Regions from separate parts of the Sus scrofa genome. Here all the other regions are linked to region 5. The links are chromatin contacts, called in public Hi-C, HiChIP or PLAC-seq and promoter capture Hi-C maps. All regions are on one chromosome and are shown on one strand. The core of a region is the stretch at or near the end of the contact, and the rest is flanking DNA. Distances in the headings are between cores, read along the strand shown.

What was found. Promoter capture Hi-C pulls out the DNA fragments that hold promoters and counts their contacts. A called contact is a pair of places that touch in the nucleus more often than the background predicts. HiChIP or PLAC-seq counts read pairs in DNA pulled down with a chosen protein or histone mark.
Region 1: a contact with region 5 is called in an H3K27ac HiChIP or PLAC-seq map of alveolar macrophages. The contact joins the promoter of TTLL3 here to the promoter of MTMR14 in region 5. A contact is called at or near these places in 3 of 47 Hi-C or Micro-C datasets (heart right ventricle and liver) and 2 of 2 datasets of contacts at active chromatin or transcription factors (alveolar macrophages and skeletal muscle).
Region 2: a promoter capture Hi-C map of fetal liver shows a contact between it and region 5, with 2.2 times the contacts expected there. The contact joins the promoter of CRELD1 here to the promoter of MTMR14 in region 5. A contact is called at or near these places in 2 of 5 promoter capture datasets (fetal liver and fetal skeletal muscle) and 1 of 2 datasets of contacts at active chromatin or transcription factors (alveolar macrophages).
Region 3: a contact with region 5 is called in a Hi-C map of skeletal muscle, with 5 times the contacts expected there. The contact joins the promoter of JAGN1 here to the promoter of MTMR14 in region 5. A contact is called at or near these places in 2 of 47 Hi-C or Micro-C datasets (heart right ventricle and skeletal muscle).
Region 4: an H3K27ac HiChIP or PLAC-seq map of alveolar macrophages shows a contact between it and region 5. The contact joins the promoter of SRGAP3 here to the promoter of MTMR14 in region 5. A contact is called at or near these places in 1 of 5 promoter capture datasets (fetal skeletal muscle), 1 of 47 Hi-C or Micro-C datasets (heart right ventricle) and 1 of 2 datasets of contacts at active chromatin or transcription factors (alveolar macrophages).
Region 6: a Hi-C map of embryonic fibroblasts shows a contact between it and region 5, with 2.1 times the contacts expected there. The contact joins the promoter of THUMPD3 here to the promoter of MTMR14 in region 5. A contact is called at or near these places in 2 of 47 Hi-C or Micro-C datasets (embryonic fibroblasts and mesenteric adipose tissue) and 1 of 2 datasets of contacts at active chromatin or transcription factors (alveolar macrophages).

The regions. Positions count from the first base shown.
Region 1 is chr13:66,092,743-66,097,601 of Sscrofa11.1, forward strand. TTLL3 (tubulin monoglycylase TTLL3) reads left to right here and starts at 1,327. Exons shown (of 11, transcript XM_021069309.1): 1 at 1,327-3,480; 2 at 3,651-3,742. The coding sequence starts at 2,976. ARPC4 (actin related protein 2/3 complex subunit 4) reads left to right here. Exons shown (of 7, transcript NM_001206535.1): 7 at 1-1,238.
Region 2 is chr13:66,191,888-66,196,251 of Sscrofa11.1, forward strand. It overlaps CRELD1 (cysteine-rich with EGF-like domain protein 1), which reads left to right and starts at 2,908. Exons shown (of 12, transcript XM_001928892.5): 1 at 2,908-3,034; 2 at 3,558-3,750; 3 at 3,982-4,064. The coding sequence starts at 3,577. It overlaps IL17RC (interleukin-17 receptor C), which reads left to right. Exons shown (of 13, transcript XM_021069809.1): 12 at 2,104-2,671; 13 at 2,790-2,863. The coding sequence ends at 2,863.
Region 3 is chr13:66,151,440-66,156,315 of Sscrofa11.1, forward strand. JAGN1 (protein jagunal homolog 1) reads left to right here and starts at 3,416. Exons shown (of 8, transcript XM_021069312.1): 1 at 3,416-4,415. The coding sequence starts at 4,327.
Region 4 is chr13:65,758,437-65,763,019 of Sscrofa11.1, forward strand. It overlaps SRGAP3 (SLIT-ROBO Rho GTPase-activating protein 3), which reads right to left and starts at 1,456. Exons shown (of 25, transcript XM_021071097.1): 1 at 1,333-1,456. SETD5 (SET domain-containing protein 5) reads left to right here and starts at 1,537. Exons shown (of 25, transcript XM_013981946.2): 1 at 1,537-1,868.
Region 5 is chr13:65,946,235-65,950,690 of Sscrofa11.1, forward strand. MTMR14 (myotubularin-related protein 14) reads left to right here and starts at 2,286. Exons shown (of 18, transcript XM_013981948.2): 1 at 2,286-2,592. The coding sequence starts at 2,437.
Region 6 is chr13:65,717,554-65,722,382 of Sscrofa11.1, forward strand. It overlaps THUMPD3 (THUMP domain-containing protein 3), which reads left to right and starts at 3,003. Exons shown (of 11, transcript XR_002338099.1): 1 at 3,003-3,994. All of the region lies in intron 1 of SRGAP3 (SLIT-ROBO Rho GTPase-activating protein 3), which reads right to left.

The sequences.
Region 1 (4,859 bases), core at 77-2,576, 150 kb after region 5:
CCCAGGTGGGGAGGGAGGGAGGTTTCAGACTCCACTTCCTCTCCCTCATCCTCTTATTCTGTGGATCCAGTAGAAGCGGTGGGGGCCCTCTGCCAGCTTCCTGAGCTCTGCCTGAAGATGGCCATCCAGCACTGGTTGGGGCCAAGGGCTGCACTGGTGGCCACCAGCCATGCCTAGGAGCTAGGGCCTGGAAGCTAGGCAACCTCTGGCCACAGGGGCCACTTCTTGCCCTCCCAGCTGAGAGGGGCTGCTGTTTTGCCTTGTCTGTCAGTGCAGTGCCTGTGCTAGAGGTAGAGAGGTGAGTTCTCTGGGGCTTCCAGCTGGGCCCTCCGCCTGCTGTGGCTCCTCTGCTCCCTCGCTCACTGTACCTTTTCTTATTCTGGTGGATCCTCCCTCCCCTAATTAAAGTCTCTTCTTGCCCCTCTGGGGCTGCATGAGGTCTGTGCTCTGTGTGTATATGTGAAAGGAGAGCTGGTAGGACTCGCTCTTCTACAAAACCATGTGGCTGGCATTCGGGGTCCCCACCACAGCTGTCTGATTGGCCCTTGACATTAACCTTGCCAAGGGCCCTAACCCAAGAGACCTGTATTGCAGTCCAGGCTCCTCCTGTTGCTGAAACTACGCTCTCTGCTTGTGTAGAGCTTTGGTTCTTTTCACATAAGAGATGAGCTCATTTGGAGTTCCTGCGTGGCTCAGTGGTTAATGAATCTGACTAGGAACCATGAGGTTGCGGGTTCGATCCCTGGCCTCACTCAGTGGGTTAAGGATCCGTCATTGCCATGAGCTGTGGTGTAGGTTTCAGATGAGGCTCAGATCCCACGTTGCTGTGGCTCTGGCATAGGCTGGTGGCTCAGCTCCAATTAGACCCCTGGCCTGGGAACCTCCATATGGCACAGGTGCAGCCCTAGAAAAGACCCCCCCAAAAAGTTTGAAATTCAATTCCTCAGTCCCACTAGTGTTCCATAGCTACTGGTGGGTAATGCCTCCCCTGTGACCCAGTAGATAGAACATTTCCCTTATCGTAGCAAGTTCTAGTAGACAGCACTAAATCTTAGTGACATCTTCAAGTAAAAGAAAAAAACTCCAAAACCAAAACACTGTTTGAGTCCTGATTCTTGCTGCTGAATTTAAGCAGGTTATTTATATTGTCTCAGTTTTTTAATCTCTAAATGGAGATAATGTAAATTTAACATAGTACCTGCCATATAGGTACTGAATAAACAACTGATCTTTCCACCAGCCCAGTATTCAAGCTGTTTGGTAACTTCCATTGCGCTAGGCATTGGGGGGGGGGGTGACATTATCCCTGTCTTGGGAGGGGACAATACAAAGGCTGGGTGTGTAAATAGCTGCACTGAAGTGTTTCATAATCACTAATGTAAGCCTTTGGGTGCCAAGAAAGGGTGTATTTATGGAAAAGGAAGTTGGGGAGAGGTTCAGAGGGTTGGCTTTTGAGCTGAGCTTTCAAAAGTTTCTTGCTTTAGGCCAAAAGGTCTCTTGGAACAGGACAAGGTGATGTTAAAAGGAGGAGGGGCTGTGGGTGGGGGCAGCTTGAAAGCTATTATCCCCTTTATGACATTGCCTCAGGCACATGGCTATTTCCTAGTTTCCAGCGAATGTAAAGGAGCTCACAGTGAAGCTGGATGTCCACTAGAATTTGGCAGTGGCTCACTCCACCCTCACTGGACAGCACTGCCTGTGTGAGCCAGAACTCTGATTTGTCACAGGTCTATCTCCCAAGGTTTAGAGCCCATAAAACCAAATCTACCAGTTGATGAGTACTGACTGGATGGTTGCCAATCAGCTAACCCTCTCCTGAGGACATGCCTTTTGGAAAGCCCAGTCACCAGCCAAAGGTTTGGAAAGGGTGATCTCAGTGGTAGATGTTGGCTGGACAGCTGAGCAGATGGCCCATCTTTGCTGTATGAGCAGATGTACAGTGACCAAACAAAGCTGGATTCTTAGATGCTGCTAGAGTTGCCCTCTCAAACTGTCCATTTGGTATTTACATGACCAATAGACAACAGTTCTGAGTGACAATGTGGACTTGTGTTTAATACTGTTTAAGTGTGGAGCTTTGGAGTTGGACCTGGGGTCCAGTGCTGCCTCTGCCGTGTGATTTAAGGCAAATGATTTAACGTCTTAGTGCCATATTTATCTCACCTGTGAGATTTGAGGGTAACACTTTCCTAGTATCTCCAAAAAGATTTCTTACAGTTTTGTCTTGAGGGCTGTTGCATGACTTCTATTTTTTTCTGCAGGTGACTCAAATGATGATTTTTTTTTTTCTATTTCCAAGTTATTTGTGGGGGTAAGGGGGTGCATTATGCACTTGACTGCCCTGGCTTTTAAATCTACCCTATAAGGACCTTACCCTAACCCCATCTGCCAGGCCCTGAAGATTTGATCCCCTGTCACCAGGCTACTGGCTTCCTTTTGGTTCCCCAGAAAGGTTTTTACCTTCTTCAGTGCTGTTGCTGAGACTTTTCTCTCCTTGGAATGCTGTACCTCCCCTGGCCTACTCCTTGCTACCTTTGCATTCAGTAGGCCTCAGCTAAATGGCATCTCTTTAGAAAAGACAACCTTGAGCACCTTATCCAAAGTATGCCCCCTTCCTGGTTTCAGTTGATTGTTTGTTCATTGCTCTCACATACCTTACAGCTATTTTATTCCTTTGTTGCTTGCTTCTTGTTTGTTTTCCCTCCACTGGGCTGTAGGCTCCGGGACCATGTCTAGCTCGTTCTTCCGGCCCCCAGCATCTAACCCATCGCCTAGCACAAGGTCCTCTGTGAATACTGTGTAATGAGTGAAGCCCCAGGAAGCGCTCCGTAAAGAATCAGGGCACTGTTAGGCCGGTGCTTTGTGCTTACAACTTCAGCGCCCCGTTTATTAACGGTGTGGAGCAGGTGGGGCCTGGTGTTCAGACCTCTGGAAGGAGCCCCCAACCAGTCACCGGAAGCCCGATTGTGTCAGGAATGGTTTCCAAGACAACAAAAAACAGAGGGCGGGGCCTCAAAGAGGGCCCCTCTTGGGCCCTCCCGCGAGAGGCAGCAGAGCGCCTACGGGAGGCGGGCTCGGGTCCGGGGAAAGCGCGTGCGCACGGCAAGCGGCGCATGCAGGTCTCCGGCGCCACGCAGCTCCTGAGCACGGGGGAGCCGGGGGCCACGCACCTGGGCTTCACCGCCTGCTACGGCCGGGATAGGGGCCCGGTGGGCAGCTGGCCGCGCAGGCCGCAGCCACCCGAGTCCCGCACCAGTTCTCCCGCCTCATGGCCCTGGTCCCGCCACTCCGAACTCCGACTTCCCGAAGAGGCTGCCGCAGGCTGCCAAAGCTGGGAGGGCAGCCTAGCCCTGGCGCGCCTCCTAGGTTGCGCCCTCGAGTCCTCCCCAGACCGCAGCCACGCCCAGGGCGCCGCGGAACCCCGCCCCCGCGGCCCTTCTCCCACCAAGACCCAGGAGGACGCCACGCCGCCGCCGGACGGTGAGGGCCCCTTGCGGCCCGCCACTCCTGGCCCGAGGCAGGCGGCTAGGACCTGGAGATTTGGGGCCGATATTGGAGTCCGGAGAAGAGCGGTAGAGGATGGGCATCCAGATGATGGGTAGAGAGAGAGAAGGGGTGCTGCCCCACCCCGACTCCGCATCTTTCTGCAGGTTCTCTTGTCCTTTGGCGAGGATTCTCCAAGGCGTCTCAATACATGGGCCGGCTCAGAAATGCCAAGATCCACGTGGAGAGAGCTGTCAAGGTCGGAGAGGGTTGCGGGTCGGGGGTTCTAGAAAGGACCCTGAAAGCGTCTGAGCCTCCCTGCACTATTTGCTCCCATCCTTAGAAAACAAACAAGAAAACAAAAACCTTGATCCCACACCCATCTTCAGATACCTCCCTATTTTCTTTTCGCCTTCTTTCTTTCCTTTTTTTTCTTTCTTTCTTATGGTCTTTTTAGGGCCACAATCGTGGCATATGGAGCTTCCCAGGCTAGGAGTTAAATCGGAGCTGCAGCTGCCGGCCTATGCCACAGCCACAGCAACGCTGGATCCAAGCCGCGTCTGCGGCCTACAGCACAGCTCAGGTAACCCCGGATCTTTAACCCACTGATCAAGGCCAGGGATTGGAAGGCATGTCCTCATAGATGCTAGTCTGGTTTGTTTACCACTGAGCCACGATGGGAACTCCCCTCCCTGTTGTCAATACCCCATTCACAGTGGACTTCTTGGCAAAATTTTCTACTTCTTTATCTGAGATTCTCTCCTCAGCTCCCACTGCTCTGGTTCCCTGCCCTTTCCCACTCCCACCAGGAACCACTCCAGTCAAGGTTACAGGTGACCTTCAAAGAGCCAGATCCAGCAGTCAGTCCTTTTTCTATCCTGAGTTTTGTTAGGCACCTTGTGTCATTCTACACTGCTACCCCGCTCACCTTTCCCTCCTGGCTGTGTGCAAGCTCCTAGTTTTCGTTTCTCCCTCCCTGGCAGCCACTTTTCAATTGCTTTTGAAGACATTCCTCATTCCCTGGATCTCTCTCCATGCCTGTCTCCTTGACTGTGAGTCCAGTCAGTGTGCTATGCCCCCTGCCTCCTCTTTCCAAGCTTAGCCTGTCCTGTCCATAGATTCAACCCCCAACCTGACAGCTCTCAGGAACTTCAAAGCATTTCAAACCCATGTTTCAGGCTGTACTCTTTTTTTTTTTTTTTTTCCTTTTGGCCACCCTGAGGCATATAGAGTTCCTGGGCCAGGGACTGAATCCCATACTGTATCTATGCCACAGTTTGCAGAACACCGGATCCTTATATCCTTAACCAGCTGTGCCGGGCCAGGGATCAAACCTGCATCCTTGCCAGTGCAGTTGAACCAGCAATCCCATTGTG
Region 2 (4,364 bases), core at 1,658-4,157, 250 kb after region 5:
CCCTGACTAGTATCCATGAGGATTCGGTTCCATCCCTGGCCTTGCTCAGTGAGCTTAGGATCTGGTGTTGTTGCAAGCTGCAGCCATAGGTTGTAGATGCAGCTCAGATCTCAGATGCTGTGGCCATGATGTAGGCAGACAGCTACAGCTCCATTTCAACCCCTAGCCTGGGAACTTTCATATGCTGAGGTTGTGGCCCTAAGAAAGACCGAAAAAAAAAAAAAAGAGCTATTGAAGCATTTACCATAAAGTAGAAGTGTCCAAAGCCCTGAATGAATATAATGGGGACCTTACTAGGTGGGGTAAGGAGTTCAGGGGAAAGGCTGGAGCTGAACTCTGAGTTAGGTGAAAAGGGTAGAGATGGCTTTTTGTGAAGACTATGGGATGGTTTTTTGAGGAATTCCAAGGTGGCCAGGGTGGCTGGAGGATATTGGGAGGCAAGCTTCTGTCATGAGATGAGGATCCAAGGGCCACCTACGGCCTTGGGAGCCAATGTAAGCAATTTGGATGTTAAGAGTAGCAGGGAGTTCCCGTCGTGGTACAGTGGTTAACGAATCCGACTAGGAACCATGAGGTTGCGGGTTCGGTCCCTGCCCTTGCTCAGTGGGTTAACGATCCAGCGTCGCCGTGAGCTGTGGTGTAGGTTGCAGACGCGGCTCGGATCCCGCGTTGCTGTGGCTCTGGCGTAGGCTGGTGGCTACAGCTCCGATTCAACCCTTAGCCTGGGAACCTCCATATGCCGTGGGAGCGGCCCAAGAAATAGCAACAACAACAACAACAACAAAAAAAAAAGACAAAAGACAAAAAAAAAAAAAAAAAAAAAAAAAAAAGAGTAGCAGGAACTTCCTGAGAGGCTATAATCATTTTTGTTTTGTTTTGTTTTGTTTTTTGGCCACGTCCACAATATGTGGAAGTTCCCAGACCAGGGATCTAACACGAAGCACAGTAGCAACCCAATCTGTTGCAGTGACAATGTGGGAGCCTTAACCTCTTGCACCACAAGAGAACTCCTCAAATTTGTATTTTAAAAAGCTCTCTGGGAAAAAAAAATAGATAGATAGATAGATAGATAGATAGATAGATAGTAATAAAAAGATCTCTGGGCTGCCATGTGGTAATGAATTAGGGGCAAAAAAAAAAAAAAAAAAAAGAGAGAGAGATCAGGGGAGTTCCTGCTGTGGCACAACAGGATTTGTGGTGTCTCTGCAGCACTAGGATGAAGGTTCAATTCCTGGCCTGGCACAGTGGGTTAAAGGACCTGGCGTTGCCACAGTTGTGGCATAGGTCACAACTGCAGCTGGGATCTGATCCCTGGCTCAGGAACAACATATGCCGAGGGGTGGCCAAAAAAAAAAGAAAGAAAAAAAGATCAGGGACACCAGTTAGAAGGCTGCTGCAGTCATCCAAGAGAGTGAGGTCATGGTCAAGCAACCAGAGGCTTAGGGGCAGTAACATTAGCTGATACTTGAGCACTTACTATGCCCAGCATTGCGTTCAGTGCTTTATTTATATTAATACATGTAGTTCTCACAATAATCTTAGGAAGTAGATACAATTGTTATTTCAGTTTTACAGAGGTGAAATGAGACAGAAAGTGAAGTCATTTAGTCAAAGTCACACACAACATCTATGTATGATCTTTGTTCATACACTGGCTCTGACCCTATGAGCTGTGGAGTTGGGGTAAATCACATTCTCTGAGCCTCAGTTTTCTCCATCATGAAGTGGGGGGCCTCTAACAAGCCTGTCTTCTCCCCTGGGTCTCCTAGACACCCACCAGCGCTGGGCCCTGGTGTGGCTGGCCTGCTTACTTTTTGCCGCTGTGCTTTTCCTTCTCCTCCTTGTCAAAAAGGACCACGTGAAAGGTGAGCGATTCCCCAGGGGCTGGACTCCTCAAGTGGGCCTGGGAGCTGGCCAGGAGAAGGCGGCAGCTGGGCTCACCAGCTGCCTCCGCTCCTCTCCCCTAACAGGGTGGCTGAGGCTCTTGAAGGAGGACGGTCTTGAAGGGGGTGAGTGTGAGCCAGAGCCGCGGGTGGCGGCCCCCGGGCAGACCGGGCCTCCGGCCAGCTCATGTCTCCCCTCCCACTCTGTTTTATCCTGCAGCGGCTGCCGCCAGGAGCCGAGTGGCTTTGCTCCTCTACTCCCCGACGACGCAGGCTTCGAGCGCCTCGTGGCGCCCTGGCGTCAGCGCTGTGTCAGCTGCCGCTGCGCGTGGCCGTGGACCTGTGGAGCCGCCGCGAACTGAGCGCACAGGGGCCCCTGGCCTGGTTCCACGCGCAGCGGCGCCAGACCCTCCAGGAAGGCGGCGTGGTGGTCCTGCTCTTCTCGCCAGGGGCCGTGGCCATGTGCCACGAGTGGCTGCAGGATGCGGCGTCAGCGCCCGGGGCACACGGCCCGCACGACGCCTTCACCGCCTCGCTCAGCTGCGTGCTGCCAGACTTCTTGCAGGGCCGGGCACCCGGCCGCTACATCGGGGCCTACTTCGACAGACTGCTGCCCCCGGACGCCGTGCCCGCCCTGTTCCGCAGCGTGCCGGTCTTCTCACTGCCCTCACAGCTGCCCGACTTCCTGGGACCCTACAGGGGCCCGGCGCCCTCCGCTCGAGGCGGCTCGCGGAGAGAGCGGATCAAGTGTCCCGGGCCCTGCAGCCCGCCCTGGACAGCTGCTTCTGGTCACAGGAGACCGCGGGGACGGGAAGCGGGATGGGGCCAGAGGCAGGGGACAGGACTTGAATAAAGGCAGGAGCTATTTTTCTACTCATGTCTCCCACGCGTGTCTCTGTAACCCAGCGGCAAATCAGGACTGCCGCGCTCAACCGGTATCCCCGCGGCCCTTTAACAACCCCGACAGGTGCAGCCCGTAGACGCTTCTGGTTGGCTGGCATAGGGTGACGCAATGGCACTTGGCCCACCACTATTGGCTGTGGCGCGGGTTCCGCCCTCACAACTGCGGAGCCAGCGGAGGGTGCACGTCTTACGCAGCGGGCGGCAGCGGCGGCGTTGGGGAGGCTGAGCTGTTGGCGCCTGCGGGCTGGGTGGGTCGTCTTTTTCTCTCTCACAGCCTTCCTGGATCTGGATCCTTCCTTGCCCGCTCGTGGGCCGTGCCTCTGGCCTTTGCAGGCCTCGAACCTGACCTTTTCTCTTCATATCCGGATCCAGGCTCCTCCCCAGCCCCCAACCGGGGTTCCGGACTTCTCCTCCCAAGAACGTCCATCACTGGCGTCCTCTCCCCCAGTGCTTTGGAATCTGACCTTTTTTCCCTAATATCGCTGATCCGGCCCCTGGGAACCACATTCAGACCCTAAAACAACAGTCTGACTCCTATCCTCTTGCCAAGGATCCAAGCCACCTCCCCCCACGGTGACAGGATAACTTATTCCCACCCTGGAATTGCAGAATAGCGTCCTTTCCCCAACCATCTCCTTTCCCTCGGCCTTACCCCAGTCTAGCCTTCTTTTTAACAGATCTGGGGTCCGAGACCCACAGCACCTCAGAACCCACCCTTTTCTTTCTCATTTGGCTCCTCCAGCGAACCTTCTCCATGTCGTCTATCTACAGGTACCCAGTCTGGGAAAAGATGGCCCCACGGCCACCGAAGGGCCTAGCCCCAGCTCTGCTCTGGGTCCTGAGCCTTTTCATTGGCCTCCCAAGCCCAGTTTTGGTTCAGCCCTCTCCTCCTCCCCAATCTTCTCCCCCTACTGAACCTCATCCATGTCATACCTGCCGGGGACTGGTGGACAGCTTCTACAAGGTGGGTGCACCAGTGTAATGGGAGGGGTCCAGCTACTATGGCATAGGGGTTGAGGTCTGGGCACTCTGGAATACAAGTCTTCATGAAGTCAAGTTACGGTTTGGTTACTCACTGGTTGTATGGTCTTGAGCAAATTGCCTCTCGGTGTCCCAGTTTCCTTGTCAATGAAATACAAATGTTAGAATGTGCCAGGCACTTTACATAGCTATTCCCAACTTCCTCCATTTCCAGGGCCTGGAGAGAACCATCCGGGACAACTTTGGAGGCGGAAACACTGCCTGGGAGGAAGAGAAGTTATCCAAATACAAAGACAGGTAAGGAGGAGGCTGGAGGGGCGGGTTTATATACCTCACATCCCAATCTCTGCTCTGCTAGTGGAGGCCTGGAGACAGTTGGGGAGCACTTATTCAGCAAATATCACTGAATATCTGTAGGACAGCACTAAACAAAACAGGGAACATCCCTTCTTCAAGGAGCTTACATTCTAGTAGAGGATACAGACAGTGAATAAGTAAATAAAAAATGTCAAATCAGGGGAAGAACAATAAAACAGGGTGGACAACAGAATGGTGCTCAACACATGACATTCAAACAGAGACCCACGATGAAGAAGC
Region 3 (4,876 bases), core at 2,166-4,665, 210 kb after region 5:
GAATTTCTGTATGCCGTGAGTAGAGGCAAAAAGAAAATAAAATCAGATTTCTGGACTCCACCACTGTTTCTAACTTAGTATGTCTAGGGGGCTGAGAAATTTCTTTTTCTTTTCTTTTCTTTTTTTTTTTTTTTTTTTTTTTTTTGCTTTTACAGTCACACCTTCGGCATATGGAAGTTCCCAGGCTAGGCACTGAATTGGAGCTGTGGTTGCCGGCCTATTCCACAGCTACAGCAACTTGAGATGTGAGCTGCATCTTCAGCCTGCACCACAGCTCACGGCAATGCTGGATCCTTAAGCTACTGAGCAAGGCCAGGGATTGAACCTGCATCCTCATCGATACTAGTCAGGTTCTTAACCAATAAGCCACAATGGGAACTCTAGAAAGTATGTTTCTTTCTTTTTTTTTTTTTTTGTCTTTTGCTATTTCTTTGGGCCGCTCCCGCAGCATATGGAGGTACCCAGGCTAGGGGTCAAATTGGAGCTGTAGCCGCCAGCCTACGCCAGAGCCACAGCAACGCCAGATCTGAGCCACGTCTGCAACCTACACCACAGCTCACGGCAATGCCGGATCGTTAACCCACTGAGCAAGGGCAGGGATCGGACCCGCAACCTCATGGTTCCTAGTCAGATTCGTTAACCACTGCGCCACGACGGGAACTCCTAGAAAGTATGTTTCTAACAGGTTCCTAGGTGATGCTGAAGCTTGTGGCCCCTTAGGGACTCCATTTTGAAAACCAGCAGTCTAGCACTAGCTGTGTGATATAATTCATCTAAGCTTCAGTTAGATCTGACAAATGGGGATTAAAATAGCTCCTACATGGGTTGTCATGAAGATTAAATGAGATAATCATGAAAGGTTCTTGCTATAGAGCTTAGTGTATCCTTCAGGCTCAATAAATACTTATATCTAGGAGTTCCTTTGTGGCTCAGTGGTTAACGAACCCGACTAGAAACCATGAGGTTTTGGGTTCGATCCCTGGCCTTGCTCAGTGGGTCAAGGATCTGGCATTGCGTGAGCTGTGGTGTAGGTCACAGACTCAGCTCAGATCCCACGTTGCTGTGGCTGTGGTGTAGGCCAGAGGCCACAGCTCCGATTAGACCCCTGGCCTGGGAACCTCCATATGCCGCAGATGTGGCCCTCAAAAGACGAAAACAAAAAATTAAAAAATAAATAAATCCCTCCTAGAAGAGCTCCCAGGCAACATCATTCCTTCAGTCAGCAGATACTGATTAGGCACTTACTGTGTGCCAACCTTCCTAGGGGCTGAGAATATAGTGGGAAACAAGACAGCCTTGTCCCACGGTCCAAGGAGCTGACATTCCTGGAGGAGGGGGGAAACTGAGACTATGAACAGATATGCAAATAACCAGGGTAATTTCAGATGATGATGTTCTGGGGAGGAAACAACACAAGATGATATGATAGCAAATGGCTGGAGAGCTAGATTGGCCTGTAGGAAAGGCCTGAGAGAAGAGCTTTCAGCTAAACTTGACTGGTAAGAATTCAGTCTTTTGAAGACCTGGAGTGTCTTAGTCTGTTTGGGCTGCTATACAGAATATCATAAACTGGTGGCTTATAAACAGCAGAAATTTACTTCTTATAGTTCTTGAGCATGATAAGTCCAAAATCAAGGTGTGGATATATTTGGTGCCTGGTGAAGACCCTCTGCCTGGTTCACAGGCAGCAGTCCTCTCTTGGTGTCCTCACATCATAGAATGGGCAAAGGAATCTTTTTTATAAGGACACTAATTCCACTTTCCCAAATCCTACCTTCAAATACCATCACACTGGGGATTAGCTTTCAACACACAAATGGTGGGGAAAGGTGGGGAGGCGGGGACACAGAAACATTGATACTACAGCTTTACGCTAGGCCTGGAGCCAGTCTTTTGAAAGTCCTGGGTGGGTGGGGTGTTCAAAGGCAAGGAAACATCACTGCAATAATTTGAAGAGGGAAGGAGAAGGGTGAAGTGACAAGAACACAAATCAATAAACTCTAAGGCAAACCAAAAGCAGGGAGAAAAGCTTCAGGGAGGAAGTTCTGGGGAAAGGGTTGGGACCCCTCCCGTGGACATTCATGCTCAAACATTTATTGAGCATCCACTGTGCTTAAGAGTCTCATGATAAGCCAGTGATGACTCAGAAGCAGTCTGGCCCTGACGAACATCATGGAAATCACACACAGAAAAGACAGAGATAAGTACAAGCTAAAGCCAGAGAGTGTCTGTGGTAGGATTGGGGAGTGTCGAGGATGGTTCTGTCAACCTGAGGATTCTTCACAGTGCTTAGGAGAAGAGGATGGTTTGGGCTCACTTGGAATGTATATATCCAGCAATCATGTTGAGCTTTTACCCTGTGCCAGACACATGGGCTAGTAACTTGGTTCTTACACCTCTCTTTGAGGAGCTCAGATGTCTGAGCATGATCATCAAATGCCAAATGCATAAAATCATTTGAGATACCTTGGAGTAGAGAAGGACTCTAGTTATGAATAAAAATTGAGAAGCCAAAAAGAAAAGACTGTATATTCAACCACATTTAAAAAACTTTTCTGGGAGTTCCCACTGTGGCACAGTGGGTTAAATATCCAATGCTGTCTCTGAGGTGGCTCAGGTTGGATCCCTGCCCAGTGCAGTGGGTTAAGGATCTGGTGTTGCCGCAGCTGTGTGTAGGGGTATTCAATCCCTAGCCTGAGTGCAGCCATTTAAAACAAAAACAAACAAGACCAGCAATGCAGTACACAAACAACAAAGAATATGGGAGTTCCCATCATGCACAGCGGAAACAAATCCAACTAGGAACATGAGGTTGCAGGTTCCATCCCTGGCCTCACTCAGTGGGTTAAGGATCTGGCGTTGCCATAAACTGTGGTGTACGCCAGTGGCTACAGCTCTGATTTGACTCCTAGCCTGGGAACCTCCATAAGCCACAGGTTCGCTCTAAAAGACAAAAGACAAAACAAAGAATAGGAACATAGTTCAGGGAAAGGAAATCTAAATGACTCAAAACACATGGAAAAATGGTTTAGTTTTTCGGGTAACAATTTTGAAATGTTCTTATTTGTGTTTTATTGTGGTAAAATGCACATAACATAAAAGTAACAATTTTTGTCTTTTTAGGGCTGCACCCACAGCATATGGAGGGTCCCATGCTAGAGGTCGAATCCAAGCTGTAGCTGCTGGCCTACTCCACAGCCACAGCCACATCCATGCTGGATCCAAGCTGTGTATACAACCTACTCTTCAACTCACAGCAACACCAGATCCTTAACCCACTGAACAAGGCCAGGGGTCAAACCTACTTCCTCATGGATGCTAGTCAGATTTGTTTCTGCTGAGCCACAATGGGAACTTCTAAAAGTAATCATTTTTAAGTGTACAGTTTACTGGCATTAAGTATATTCACACTGTTGTGCAACCCTTACCACACTGATCTCCAGAACTTTTTCATCTCCTTTTCATCTCTGTACCCACTGAACAAGTCTCCATTCCTTCTTTCCTCTAGCCCTGCAGCCACTGCCCTGCTTTCTACTTCTACCTAATTTCTTTTTCTCATGGCCTTGACATTTTAAAGAAAGCACAGTCCAGTTATTTTGCAGAATGTCTTTCAATTTGAGTTTATCTGTCATCTCTTCATGATAGATTCAGGCTGAGTATTTTGGGCATGCACATCACAAAAGTGATGCTGTGTCCTCAGCTTTATCAGGAGGCAGAAAGATTCAGTTTGTCTCACTTCCGGTCAAGTTAATTTGCTTACTTAGTTAAGGGGATGCATGCCAGGTTTCTCCTGTGCCTTCTCCCGATATCTCCTGTGAAGTTACCGTTTCCTCTTTGCAATGATTAAGTAATCTGTGGGGAGATACTTTAAGACAGGATGGAAGATGTATGCTCTTGAGAAAGTCACATATCTTTTCCAGGAATAAGTTTCCCCAATCTGTGAAGTGGGGACTGAGACATCTTAAACTTGAGTGAGAGTTTAAGAAGTGAAAGTGCTGGAGAGGCTGGAGAATCAGCAAGACCTTGGCAAAAATATACATGTGCTGTGAATTAATATTCTGCACGGGGCAAAGTGCGGGGAGAGACTGCTGGGGCGGGGCCGAGAGCGCGCGCGTGCGTACGTGTTCTCCTGCGCGTGCGCTTGCACAGGGGAATGACCACAGAGTCGGTCCTCCAGGGACAGACAGGCCGGAAGTTGTCCTCGCGAAACCCCAGGCTCTTGGGTTGGCTGAGCTGAGGTGGCGCGAACGGCGTCCGTGGGCCGCTTGGCGTGGTAGTCGTGACAGCGGGTCGGTGTGACGGGCTCCTGGGTTCTGGGTGGGGACAATGGCGTCTCGGGCAGGCCCGCGAGCGGCTGGCACCGACGGCAGCGACTTTCAGCACCGGGAGCGCGTCGCCATGCACTACCAGATGAGGTATGAAGTGAGGCTAGATCTGCGGGCCAGGCCTCAGGATCTTGCTTCCCAGGCAGCCCCCGCGCACCTGCCAAGTCCCTCCTTCTAGGACAACCCGGAACCGGTCCCCAATCTCGAGAAGCCCCCTTGCTCCTCTGAGCTCCACCTTTGATCCCCCTGTGCCTCGAGGGGTCCGGCCCGCTCCACTGCGATGCTGGCCTGGCTCTCCGCCCTCGGGAACAGAATTTCTAATTGAGCCTCAGTTTTCTCATCTGGCAAGGGAAATTTAATCTGCCATTTTGATATTGGTGAATTAATGAGGCAACAATTAGCGTAAAGGACGTAGCATAACAGCCCGTAAGTCTGCCCAATACGTAGTAGCTGCTATATTTTGGGCTTTTTGGGGAATGTGGCCCTAAAATGAGTTTAATGGACCACCACCATCCACCAGCACGTAAGGTATATTTCTACATTCGTTTATT
Region 4 (4,583 bases), core at 206-2,705, 190 kb before region 5:
TCAATGCATAAAATCAGGCTTAGGTGTTGCCTGGACTCATTTCCCATCTCCACCCCACTATAATTATTTTGTGACACAAACTCAAGACTGTGGGAATATAGAGAAATTGGGCTCGTCCTCGTACACCTGCTCAATCCCCTGCAGGACAACGCCCAAGAATCAGGTTAAGCCAGGGCAAAAGAATCCCGCCCATAATCGAGAAGGAGCAAACTGACATGGAGGCGATGACGAGATCGCGGGGGAGGGAGGGATTTTTCTAGGCCCAGGGCGGTCCTTAGGAAAAGGAGGCAGCAGAGAACTCCCATAAAGGTATTGCGGCACTCCCCTCCCCCTGCGGAGAAGGGTGCGGCCTTCTCTCCGCCTCCTCCACTGCAGCTCCCTCAGGATTGCAGCTCGCGCGGGTTTTTGGAGAACATGCGCCTCCCACCCACAAGCCAGCAGGACCGACCCCCCACTCCTTCCTCCACCCCCCACCCCCACGGGTCCGAGAGCAGGTAGAGAGCTAGTCTCGTCCTTCAGGCGGCGGACGCCCAGGGCGGAGCCGCAGTCACCACCACCCAGAAGCCTCGGCCCGGCAGCCCGCCCCCGCCTCCTGCGCGCGCTTCCTGCCACGTTGCGCAGGGGCGAGGGGCCAGACACTGCGGCGCTGGCCTCGGGGAGGGCCGTACCAAAGACCGCCTCCCTGCCGACTCGCGTAGTGGTTTCGCTCATTTGGGACCCAAGCCAATAACAAGGGGCCGTTCCCAGGACTTCAGCAGCCAATCAGATACCAAAGCCGAGCAGGCGGCGGGTAAACCGACTCCCCCGGAGGGGAGGGTGGCAGGACGCCCGCGCGGGAGCCACTTTCACTGACCCTCCCCTCCCCCCGCAGGAGGCCGACAGCGCCCGCCTGTGCAGCTCTCTCCACCCCACCTACCTACCCACCCAGGGGGCAATGCGAGAGTTCCTGGGAGGCTGCGCACTCCCGAGGCTGTAACTGACAGGAGCTTTACTCCAACCAAAACACGCCATTTGTGTTTTCACACACGGCGGGAGGAGAAGCGGCCAATCAGTGACAAGAGAAGAGCAGGAAGCGCTCCTCCCTCTGCGGGAGCAATGGCTCCGTCCGTATTCCAGGCTTTTCCGCTCCCTTCTCCCTCCCCCTCCGGTTGCCGCAGGGCGGGCCGCACTCCCGCCTGCCTCTCACCACCTCTTCCCCTTCCAGCGTAACAAACGATATGCTCCCGACTTCCCGCTAGGGAAGGCGACCCCCGCTACCGGTCAGACCACCTCAAGCACCCATCCCCCGCCAAACCGCCGGCCCTCCCCCAAACCAGAGTCCCGCTCCCCTACCTAGCCGAGGCTCTCTGAGGAGCCGGAGCCCCAGAGCACAGCCTCTTCTCTAGGCGGCCCCGGCGGCTTCCGCTGATTGGCGGGGAGCTGGCCAATGGGTGCGAGACGGTGGGCGGAGGGGCCAATGGCGCGGCGGGAGGGGGCGTGTCCCGGGTGCCCCTGGCGCCGGCGCTGGGAATCCCCGTGCGGTCAGTGGCGTTTCCGCTCGGGCAGCGGGCTGAGTGAGCTGCTGCCGCCGCCGCCGCCGCCGCCGCCGCCGCCGGGGGAGGGGCGGCCGCCGCCCGCCTGCGCTCAGAGACTCACGCAGCCCCAGTCCCGCCAGTCCGCCAACACAGTAGTGCCGGCCCCCCCCTCCTTCCCTGGCCCTCCCCCTCACCGCCTTTGGCTCGCTCCGCCTTTTTGCCCCCCACCCCCACCTCACGGGCACGGGCCATTCCCGGCCAGGAAACGCCGTGGCGCCGCGCTGGGCCTAACTCGAGTCCTGCTGCCTACCGGGAGTGCCGTGCGCCGCAGCCCGGGCCCAGGCCTGGGACAAGGTAAGGGTGCGACAGAAAAGAGAGACCTCCCCTCACCACCGGGCCCCGGGGGAGGGAAGGGTCACCTCCTCCGTCTCCTCGCGCTTGCTCTCGGGACGTGGGCCTGGCCCTCCCCCGGCTCTCAGCAGGAGGATGCTGCCCCTTCCCATCCCCCCTCGCCCCCCCACACCACTGTACCCCTCTTTCCCAGGCGGAGAGGCCCCCTCCTTAATCTAGTCGACCCCACTACCCTTTTCATGTCTTTCCTGGGTCAGGACGTTTCCCCTCCCCCCACGCCTCTTCACCCCTTTTCCTGTGAACTGCCTACTCCACGTTTACCTTTTACTTGAGAATAGGCCTCTCGCCGCCCTCCTCAAAATACACAGCACACTTTTTTTTCCCCTCCCCAAACCCCACCCCCACCCCCGTTCGCGCGGCCTTGTGACAACTCTGGTCGCTCTGGGGCCCTCGATCTCCCCCCTCCAAGAATGTTCCTGGACGCTTTTCCTCTCGTCCTAGGGTCCCTATTGCAGATGATTGCTTCCTTTCCCACACTAAAGACGTTGGGCTTCGCCACCCCCACCTCACATTCTTGGGCTCTCAGTGGCGTATGCCCCAGTATCTCTGAAATGGCCCCACTGAATTTGTAGGGTTCTAGCTTGGAGTTGAGCCAGATTGTGTCGTTTTCCCTGTCTTGGGCGTGGAGAGAGATCATTTGAGAATATCTTTAAAGGCAGAAAAATGTAGCCTCTATTAATTGCCTTTCCCTCTGCGTGGAAGCCAGGGATGCGAAGTGAATGGTGGTGAGAAAAAGCCCTGGTTTTTAAGTAGGTGAATCGCGTGACAGGGAAAGTTTAACTGTTGGGAAAGCCCCTTCTATGCTAATTTATTCTATAGAGCTCTTTGCTTGTCTCACTTCTTGGGAATAACTGGTCTTTCCCTTGGATATTGATGCTGCAGCCAGCTCTGCTGGTCTGGGTCAGGGGTGCGTGTATGACCTGCATTTTCTGCTTTCTCATGTTACTTGTGCAATGTGTTCACCACCAAGTCATTTTTTGCCCAGACCTCTGGGTTCCATTGGGCTTTGTCTATACTTAGTTCATTTTTCTAGTTTTCCCCGTGCTCATAGTACTGAAAGAATCCCCAGGTTCTCTGCTAATTTCCTTTGTCATTTTATTAAACAAGTTGCATTTAAATGACATATTTGTGACCAAGGTCATATTTACATTTTTTTTATTGTTGGGCAGATGTTATTTAGCAATACTTTGAGTAGGATCCAGCTGAGTTGAGTATTCTGAGCTCTTCAGGAGAATGTGTACCCCCTATTTGGGAAAAATTTCTTGATTAGTTTTATATCATTAATGTTTTTAGGTCACTCAGAGAAAAATTGTAAGTGATAATTTTAGATGTGTGGAATCTGAGCTAGTACTAAAGCAGAGAATATTCACATTATCAGAGGTTTCTGGGCTGCTTGGAGGACAGAGGTAATTTTTTTATTGGATTCCTACCAGTTTTCTCAGGCGGATCATTAGTTTTCTGTTATAACCAAAAATTCTAACCTATTATGGGATTAAAGTCTTTAAGGTTTACTCACGCTGTCATTATGTATAGGAAAATGAGTTGTGTCCTTTGGTAGGACATGACACAAGCCTCTGTCCTTAGTTGAAATTTTATATTTGTCTGTAAGGAGAGCATTTGGCAAATTGGCTTTTTGAAGACTAAAGCTTAATCTTCACTCTTAAATTGCTGGCTTATTAAAATGGATATTTTGAATTTGGTAAGTGTTGATTTTTCTAATAAAAAGCTTTATTTAAAACTAAAAGGGTGACCTTAGGATTGTTTTTTCTTCTAAAGACATAATTCCAACCCTTCTGGCATGAGGCACTGGTCCCCCCCCCCAAAATGTGTAAGGAGTGGGGGTGGGGTAAGGAGAAGGTTGTTCCTTTGGGTTAGATCACAGGGGTGAGTATGCAAGGCAGGAGCAGCTGCTGGCTCTGGAGCTGTGGTTGCTACGTGAGAAGCTTGAGTAGTGCTGGCTGCTGTCTCCAGGGAAGGACAGCAGTGCAGCGTCCATTAATGCTGTTGGCTGCAGGGAGCTGCACTTAGGCAATGGCTGCTTTAGGACTAAGAAGAAGCCTTGCTTTCCTGGGAATTTTCACTGCTGAGCTGGTTTGCGTTTTATTGGTGGGGAGATGAGAATTAGCAATTCATAACCTTCTACCCATTTATGGATATTTAGCATCTGGAAACTGGATCATAGTTAAAGACTTTTCTTTTTTGTTTGGTTTTTGGGGGTTTTTTTGGCAAATTTTTTATTTGTATCTAGGGATTTTGCTTGGCTAGGACTCAAAGTTCCATTCGAGTTTTAATTTTTCAATCCATTTAAAACCAAAGTAGTAAGAATTTAAGGATCTTCCTGAGAACCAGAATGGGGAAAACATCAGTTTATTTTTCTGCAACTGACCTGCTTTTCTCTATCTCTTTAATTGTTAAGTTAATTTTAATACTTCATTGTTTGTCCCCTTCCTTCCTGTTGTGAGACCATATGTAACCTTATTGAACAGATGTTTTGCCAAACGTTTTACTCATTTGGAAATCTTAAACTCTTAAAAGAACTATCCTTTTTGGAATGATTTCTAAATATAAATATCAGGTATTTCCTCTTATTTTCTTTATTAGTAATAGACCTCCCCAGATTAGATTATTTCTTTAGAATTTGAACTATAATATTGATTC
Region 5 (4,456 bases), core at 1,036-3,535:
TACATTTCCATGGATATATTATAACAAACATAAGTGTTTCAGAAACTATATAAAAGTTCTAAAAATCTGATATGTTTTATTGTAATGTCATCAGTCATGATTCCAGTTAACATCTTTAAAATGTTGGGTGTCACAGAAATAACCAAATTTCCTTGTCAATTTGATCATAATGAATTCTCATCAGATCTCCAACCGTGAGCATTTTAAAATCTTTTGTCATTTACTGACAATTATTGTCTTATTTGATTCTTTTGCAAAAATGAGATTCCCAGAAAGGAGCCCCTTGACCACTAACACCACTGCCAAATTACAAGGTGTCAAAACTTGGGTACACATTTTGAAAAAGGCTCCACCTGTCTGGTTCTATGTAAACACAAGGACCTCAAAATCAAATTGACTAGAAAGAGAAGTAGCGGACACTGAGGTGCAACCGCTTCCTCCCAAGAAATCAGGTTAAGAACATTTCCTTCCATTCCTCCTTCCTTCTCTGACCATCCTTGTCCCAATTCTTACATTGTGAAGGTCTTTATGATTCTTTTCTCCATCTTTTGCCTTGCTCTGGCCTGGGAAGATAACTGTTCACATATCTCTGCCCATTTCAAAGGAGGATAAATTAACTGTTGGCTTTGCTTTAATGCTGGTGATCCTATAGTTCTTTCTACCAATCAAAAACTTCTCCCTGATTTCCACTGCCTCAATTTCTCTGGAACAAGTTCCGTAGATAAATACTTTTAGTAAATAGTTACACAAAATACATGAACACACTGACTGGCTTAAGGGAATGTCTCTAGTTTTCTTGCTGATTTGAAACATAGGGACATTGGCTCAGGAGTACTCTCCAAATCACGGACGTTGTTTTGTTGCTAGTAATTATTATTGTCAGCCTAATAAGCTGGGTTCTCTCAAAAATTTTAAATGTGTATGGGCAGCCATTGACCAGCCAACAGATGGTCTCTCTCTGAAGTGCAATGACAAAAGTGAAAGAAAGAATGGAACCAGCTCCAAGAATACAAGCCTGACATCACTTTTTGTGAATACTACACTGAGATCAGAAGAGGCAGTGGTGACTGAGGGTCATGTTAATACTGAATACTGATTTCTTTTCTTTTTTTAAAGGTTTTATTGAATTATAGTTGATTTACAATGTTGTGAACATTTCTGCTGTACAGTAAAATGAATACCGATTTTTTTCCCCAAACTTCTTGGATGATCAATAGGATGATAAAAGGGGGAACTGCTGAAATATATTTCTAGACCAAAGATGGTGCCACTCCTGCCCAGGCTGCCATGGCAACATACCAAAACTTAGATAACTTTTGTAAATCTTCTGCTTGACCAGTAACATACTATATCTAGTCAGCCAATCCCCAAACGCCAAGCCAACTGTAGGCTCTATACTTACTTCCTTGCTCTTTAATCATTTTTTATTTTTCACTTCCTTATTCTTTATCCTACAAAAGTTTCCTGCCTCCAGCTCCATTTTGCAGTTCTTTGGCCCCTTGAGGACAAACACTGGAGGCTTCATGAAGTATTAGTTTCTTTAACACCTAAATTGTCTTTCTTAATTATTTTTCTAACAATACTAATCTATTAGAGATAAATCACTGACGTATTCTCAGGTTAAACAATGAGATGCGCTTTGAAATAATTCTACTAGATGAGGAAAGGATGATTAAACAACAGGGTGGTATATGCTGATTATTGTTGAAACCAGCTAATGGATACATGGGGGTTCATTATACTATTCTCTCCTTTTCCGTGAGTGTTGGAAATATTGCACTAGATAAAAAGAACAGTAATATGGGCCTTTTTCATCATATAATTTCAAGCCAGTCATTCCCACCAACCCCCGCGTTTCTTCTTCAATAAAATGGATTGGCCATTGCAGCACTGTATTCGTAGGGACATTTTGAGGAGCAGTGAAAGCAAAGTGCCTTAGAAAATGCTGTTTTCTTACTTACTAGGGTTGCCAACACTAATTAGTTGCCTCCAACAGTTCCCTCCTCCTCTCCTTGTAATGGTTCATTCCACTGTTCCGCTAGTCTTTCCCGTGGTGGTTCCTTCCTCTCAGTTACCACGCTATTTCCCCCCCCCCAGCCCCAATGGTTTAGTCCGGCTTCCCCGGGGGAAACCCCGTGGGGAGGAGCACGAGGTTTCTGCGAGTGGCCGCGGTCCGCTCCCTGGAGACCACTTGGAAAGCTCCGCGTCAGGGGGTGGGCCGATAATCTTGAGGCGGGGCGCTAATCTCGGGCTCCGATTGGCCAGAACTGGAGTAAACATCCGGCAGGGTGGGGCGGGGCCGGAAGTGGAAAGGCAAGGCGGCGGCTGAGGCGGCTCGGGAGGTTCCGGACCGGAGTAGGTTCCTCCCGCTGCTATGGGCTGTCCTGATCGGTGGTGAGGGGGCCTCTGGCGCTAAAGGGGACACGGGACTGGGCCATGGCCGGCGCTCGGGCCGCCGCCGCTGCCTCGGCGGGGTCTTCGGCTTCTTCGGGCAACCCGCAGCCGCAGGAGCCGGGGCTCGGGGAGCTGCTGGAGGAGTTCTCCCGGACTCAGTATCGGGCCAAGGATTTTAGCGGGACGGGAGGCTCTAAGGTGAGTCGGAGGCACGGTGAGCAGCAGAGGGTCCCTGGCTTGGGAAGCTACTGAGGAGAGACAGGTCAGAGAAAGGAGGGAGAGAGGGAGATTGCCAGGATCTGGACCTGTAGAGCAAGGGTCGGGTTTAAAAACCGAAAAGGAGGAGCTGGGATCAGAATGAGCCAAGGAAGGACGACGTTTTGGTTTGAGACAAGGGATTTGGAGGCTAGGGATCCGAACTGAGGGGCCATTCAGAGATTAGAGAGGAGGAGCTGAGGAGGGTTGTTCCCCTGCATAAGATACTAGCACAGAAGCCTCCAAGTCTAGAATTAAAAATCTAGAGGATTTCTGCAGCTCCGTGGAGGGGTGGGGCAGAATGAAGTCAAGAGTTAAACTGGAGTGTGTTGATTCTTTATACAGTCTCAGAGTGACTTTAGAATTAGGACCATCCCTTTCCTTTCCCTTTGTGCATGAAGGGAGCCCACACTCCTCTGTTCCTTTATGAAAAACAAGTCTTGGTTCCTCTTTTTTTTCTGCCTTTGAGATTCTTTTCAGTCTCCTTATGGCCAGACCTGGAAGGCTTCCAGTCTGATCAGGCCATTCCCATCCTAGGGAATCTTGCTGACCCTGCCATCTTTCATTCCCCACGTGGTTTTGGAGGGGTTAGCATCAGGTTTTCTAATGGGATTCTTTTTCATCCTGGGTCTTGAAACTCTGGTTTGGCTCCAGGGGTTACCTATAATGGGACACACAGCAGTTGGCATCTGCTAGTCTCTAGAGTAACCCAGGGAAGGCTTCAGTAACAATGAGTTTCCTCCACTGTCCAGATGACTATTTCTCAGCTCTTAGCCTGAGGACTACCCACTTCAGCATCATCTGGGGTGCTTGTTGGTTTTTGTTTGTTTTTTGTCGTTTCTAGGGCTGCACCCGTGGCATATGGAGGTTCCCAGGCTAGGAGTCTAATTGGAGACGGCCTACGCAGCAGCCATAGCAACGCCAGATCCGAGCTGCATATACAACCTACACCACAGCTCATGGCAACATCGGATCCTAGATCCGCTGAGTGAGACCAGGGATCGAACCCGCAACCTCATGGCTCCTAGTTGGATTCGTTAACCACTGAGCCACGACAGGAACTCCTGGGGTGCTTGATAAAAAAGTTTCTTTGGTCCTATCCAGTCCTACTGAGTTAGAATTTCTGAGAGTGGTAACTTGGAATTTGTATTTTTTTAAATAGGCTTGTTAATGATATGAACCTTGAAATTTGAGGATTGCTAGTTTAAGCCACTGAGTTTTTCCTTCCCCATTGGTCTTTTGGATGGGTAGAGGGTCAGTGGTTTTGCTGGGCCCCCCTTCCGTTGTAAACACCCCTGAAGATTAGGGTTGTAAAGAGTTACACCTGACTCTCACTCTAGCTGGCCTTAAATTTATGATCTCTTGCAGGCTTCTTGGGATGTTACAGGTCTTATGTCTTTCTTCTAATGGGCCTTTCCCTGAGATGAGCAAAACCACAGCAATTTTAAGGGTGCTGTTTCTTCTATTTCATAAGCAAATTGTGTGTAAGGAGACAGCTTTGTCTGCAGCTTTTACTCATTATGCTAACTTGAGCTTCTAGGTACTGGTCTTTGGCTGGAGAATGAAGGAGAATTTCGGGGCAAAGGAAGATAATGGATTAGTGCTACTTAAAGTAACCTAGGCAGGAGTTCTTAATATTTCATGGATTGTGGACCCCTTTAAGAATCTGTAATCCTCTCTTCAAATGCTACAAGATTTTCCTGAAGCATTGAGGGAAAGAGTCTGTCCTAAAGCCTACCATATATGGGTTCATGAACTACACATTTAGGGCCTGTGGTCCAGCAATGTGTCTCTTCCCAGCATTGAA
Region 6 (4,829 bases), core at 1,753-4,252, 230 kb before region 5:
TTCAGGTTCTGCTTTGGTACCTTATCCAAGAGGCCTTCCTGACCACCTGATATAAGATAGGCTTTACCCCTCCATCTCTATCACGCTTCATCCCCCTTTCTTTCTCAGTTTTTCTCCATAATACTTATCATCATAGGAATGTATGTGTATTTTTCTGTATTGTCTGTCTTTTCCAATAGAAGCTCTAGAAAAAATTCTCAGCACTTTACCATTACTGCCTGAGACTGTCTGACATGTAATAGATGTTTCAATAAATTCTGTTACTAACATGATCTGCCACGGGCAAATACTGTCTTAGGATAATGTTTCCCCACATGTGTGACCTGTTTTATGAGACGATTTAAATAGTATAAATATATGCATTAAATAATGCTGAATCAAATGTAAAGAATCTTTTCAATATTTTAATTCATTAGATCAACAAGATCTCATTTAGTGCAATTTTGTCTCTAACATATTATAATTTAACCTCTTAAAAAGAGAACAGGCCTTACATTTACAGCCTTTTTTCTGGACAGAATTTAAACATCATTTTGTTGTTATTTATTTTATTATGTATTTATTTATTATTATTTTATTTATTTTATTATTAATATTATTAATAAATTTATTTATCAATATTAATGTATTATTTTATTATGTATTTATTTACTTTTATTATTATTATTTTGCTTTTTAGGGCCACACTCACGGCATAAAGAGGGTCCCAGGCCAGGGGTCTAATCAGAGCTAGAAGCTGCTGGCTTACACCACAGCCACAGCAACACCAGATCCCAACTGTGTCTGCGACCTACACCACAGCTCACGGCAATGCAAGATCTTTAACCCACTGAGCAAGGACAGGGATCAAACCTGAAACCTCATGGTTCCTAGTCAGATTCATTTCCACTGCACCAAGAGACGGGAACTCCCTCCACTGTATTTATTTATTTATTTATTTTTGTCTTTTTGCCATTTCCAGGGCCACTTCCGAGGCACATGGAGGTTCCCAGGCTAGGGGTTGAACTGGAGCTGTAGCCACCGGCCTACGCCAGAGCCATAGCAATGCGGGATCCGAGCCGAGTCTGCAACCTACACCACAGCTCATGGCAATGCTGGATCCTTAACCCACTGAGCAAGGCCAGGGATCGAACCTGCAACCTCATGGTTCCTAGTCGGATTTGTTAACCGCTGTGCCACGATGGGAACTCCCACTGTATTTATTTTTAAGGGCACCATCTATTTTAATTATATGCCTGGTAACATGTTAATCTCACTTAAATCTTACAAAAGCTCTTATCATTTTGCATATGAGGAAACTGCAAGATGAGTTACCAATGAGACCAAAAGTTTCCTTTGAGGTAAAATTTACCAATTTAAATATCTTAAACTGTACCACTCAGTGTTTCATAGTATAGTCACAATGTGGTACAACCATCACTACCATCGAATTCCAGGACATTCTCAACACTCCAAAAAATAAACCCCATCCATACCCTTTGGCTATCATCCCCCCACCTCATTCCCCCAGCTCTGAACCACAAATCTGTCTCTATATAATTTGCCCATTATAGACATTTCATACAAAAGGAATCACATATGTGGTCTTTATGGACTTTTTTTCACTTTGCAAGTTTTCAAGACTCGTCCATGTTGTAGCATGCTTCAGTACTTCACTTTTTTAATGACCAAATAATACTGTATTGTATGATTGTGTGGTGGATATACCACTTTTGTTTATCTATTCATCAGCTAAGGACATTAGGATTATTTCCAATGCTCAATGCTGCTGGGCACATTCATGTCTAAGTTTTTGTTTGAACATCTGCTTTCAGTTCTCTTGGGTATACCTACCAGGAGAAATGCTGAGTCATATGACAATACTATTTTTTTTTTTTTTTTTTTTGTCTTTTTGCTATTTCTTTGGGCCACTCCCGCGGCATATGGAGCTTCCCAGGCTAGGGGTCGAATCGGAGCTGTAGCCCCCAGCCTATGCCAGAGCCACAGCAACACAGGATCCAAGCCGCGTCTGCAACCTACACCACAGCTCAGGGCAACGCCGGATCGTTAACCCACTGAGCAAGGGCAGGGACCAAACCCGAAACCTCATGGTTCCTAGTCGGATTCGTTAACCACTGCGCCACGACGGGAACTCCTTTTTTTTTTTTTTTTTTTTTTTTCTCGACAATACTCTTTAACTTTTTTGAGGGAAGTACAAACTGTTCTCCAAAGTGGCTGTACCATTTTTCATTCCCACCGGCAATGCCTAAGTGCTCCAATCCACCACATTCTTACTGAAACTTGGAACTGCCTATTTTGAAAAAAACTTTTAGGAGTTCCTGTTGTGGCTTAGCAGAAACAAATCTGACTAGTATCCATGAGGAGATGGGTTCAATCCCTGGCCTCACTCAGTGGGTTAAGGACCCAGCATTGCCATGAATTGTGGTGTAGGTGGCAGGTGAGGCTCAGATCTGGCATTGCTGTGACTGTGGTGTAGACCAGGGACTACAGCTCTGATTTGAACCCTAGCCTGGGAACCTCCATGCACCACAGGTATGGCCCTAAAAAGACCACAAAAAAAAGAAAGAAAAGAAAAAAACTTTTAACCAAATAGGTATTTTACCGTAGCTTTACTTTGCATTTTCCTAATTACTAGTGATATTGATCATCGTTCCACGTGATTATTTACCATATGTGTATCATCTTTAGAGAAATATTCAAGCCTCTGCCCATTTTTAAACTGGGTTATCTTTACATTGTTGAACTGTAAAAATGCCCTTCTAAAATCATTTAAGTTGAAGATATGTATGACGAAATAAAATTTATATTTTAAGGCAGGACAAGGAAAAAATTAAAGGCAAAATTCTGTTTGGCCTCCTCCCTCGCTCATGTGCTTTACACATTAACCAGAGCTACTCAAAGATGGAAGTGCCTGCTTACAGCAAAGATCAATTTTTTTTTTCTTCTAACCCCAGCAATGTAACTTCTTAAAAGAATAGTGTACTTTCTCATCTCTGAAAGAGGTTATGGTGACTTGTTGCTTACCTGGACTATGTATCCTTGGTGAACTTTATAAAAAATATCAGTATGTCATTTTGATGTATGATTCCTTGTCTAAAAAATATATATGACAAGACTCCCCCCACCCCATCGTGACTGAGTGGTTAAAGATCCCGACTAGTATCCACGAAGACTCAGGTTCAATTTCCGGCCTCGCTCTGTGGGTTAAGGATCCGATGCTGCCATAAACTGTGGTGCAGGTTGAGGACTCAACTTGCATCTGGCGTTGCTGTGGCTGTGGTGTAGGCCGGCAGCTGTAGCTCCAATTCCATCCCCAGCCTGGGAACTTCCATATGCCGGTGGGTACGGCCCCAAAAAAGACAAACAAAAACAAGACAAAAAACGTATATGGCTATGCCTTCCGAGGCAAAACGATTCTCAGGGTTTTCAGAGAAATCTCCTTCCAGGGTTATAATCCTCAGTTTGGCTTAAATAAAATTCTCTTTTAAAATTCTTGGCAGTTAACCTTCCTCAAGTATTTAAAGAAAAATACTAAGTAAACAATAGTAACATACGTTAGGTAACATGTTACTTTGGGGGCAAAACATTTAGCCTCTGTGAGACTCAGGTTCGCCGGCTTTAAAACAGAGTGGCCCCTGCTTGAAAGTTGCTGGAACAAATGAATTTACGTGTGTGAAGCGCTTACTCGGAACCAGCGGGATAAACACTAACATCGACCACTACCACAACTGACGACGAGGCCAACGGCGTTCCAGATTCTGCCTGCAGGGAGTCCTGCCCGCAACTGCAGGAGCGGACCACCACCTACCGAAGTCCACCCTGCAAACAAACGCTCTTCCTCCCGACGTGCACCAGAGCCCGCCCCCAGGTTGGTGCCGCTATGGCCGTGCCACTCGACTTCCGTTTCCGGGGCGCCGAGGCAGTTTCCGGCGGCGTGACCTGAGCGCGTCGGGCAGCGTGGTCCCGGAGCCGGAAGGGTCAGCGCAGGCGGCTGGTAAACGGGCGGTGGGTGGGAGTGGCCGGGTAGGGTACCAATGACCCTTGGGAGGGAGAGTCAACCGTCCTCTTGAGACCCTGGCTGTCGACGGGTGCACTTCAGCCCGATCCACGGCGGAGCCCTTCTCACTCCCTTTTACTGGGTTTCATCAGCTCCCCGGGTTTCCTGTGATTTGGGCCCTGGGGGTGGGTGTCGGGAAACGTGGGTTTCATTCCAGCCGGCGCTACTGGTTAGCTCTCTGATCTTGGTAGGTCTTTCCGTGAGCTTCATCTGCCTTATTTGGAAGATAGAAGTCGTATCACTGATTGTGCGCTCCTTAATGGCGGGGACTGAATGTTATTTGTGTTAGACACCGTGTCCTGTCCCAGATTCAGAACAAGGACAGTGTAGGTACTCTGCGCCTACTTAAGTTGTTTTGATTCACAAAATCTTTGAACATCTGTTGAGAGCTTTTGATCTCCACTCCCAGCTTTCTAGACCCTTATACTCCACCTCGTCCCTTATCCTACCAAATGCTCAGGTAAAGGAAATTTGGCTTACTGTTCACATCTCTCTTGATGCCCATCTTTGGATCCCAGGGTCTGGACTCTTCTAGACATTCAAATATTTGTTGTAACTAGATAGTAGGTATTCTTTTTTGATCATTTTAAAATGCATGAATAACCACTTCAAGGAGAAAAATTGACATCCTTAATCAGTATGCTCAATAGCAGTATGCTATTCCCACTTAAGTCTTTCAACAGCTGCCAGAGAGAGTCATTTTTCGGTTCTCATTTGGCAGGTGAGGAAGTTGAGGCATTGGAGAATAAACTTTTTTTAGTCATTCTTTGAA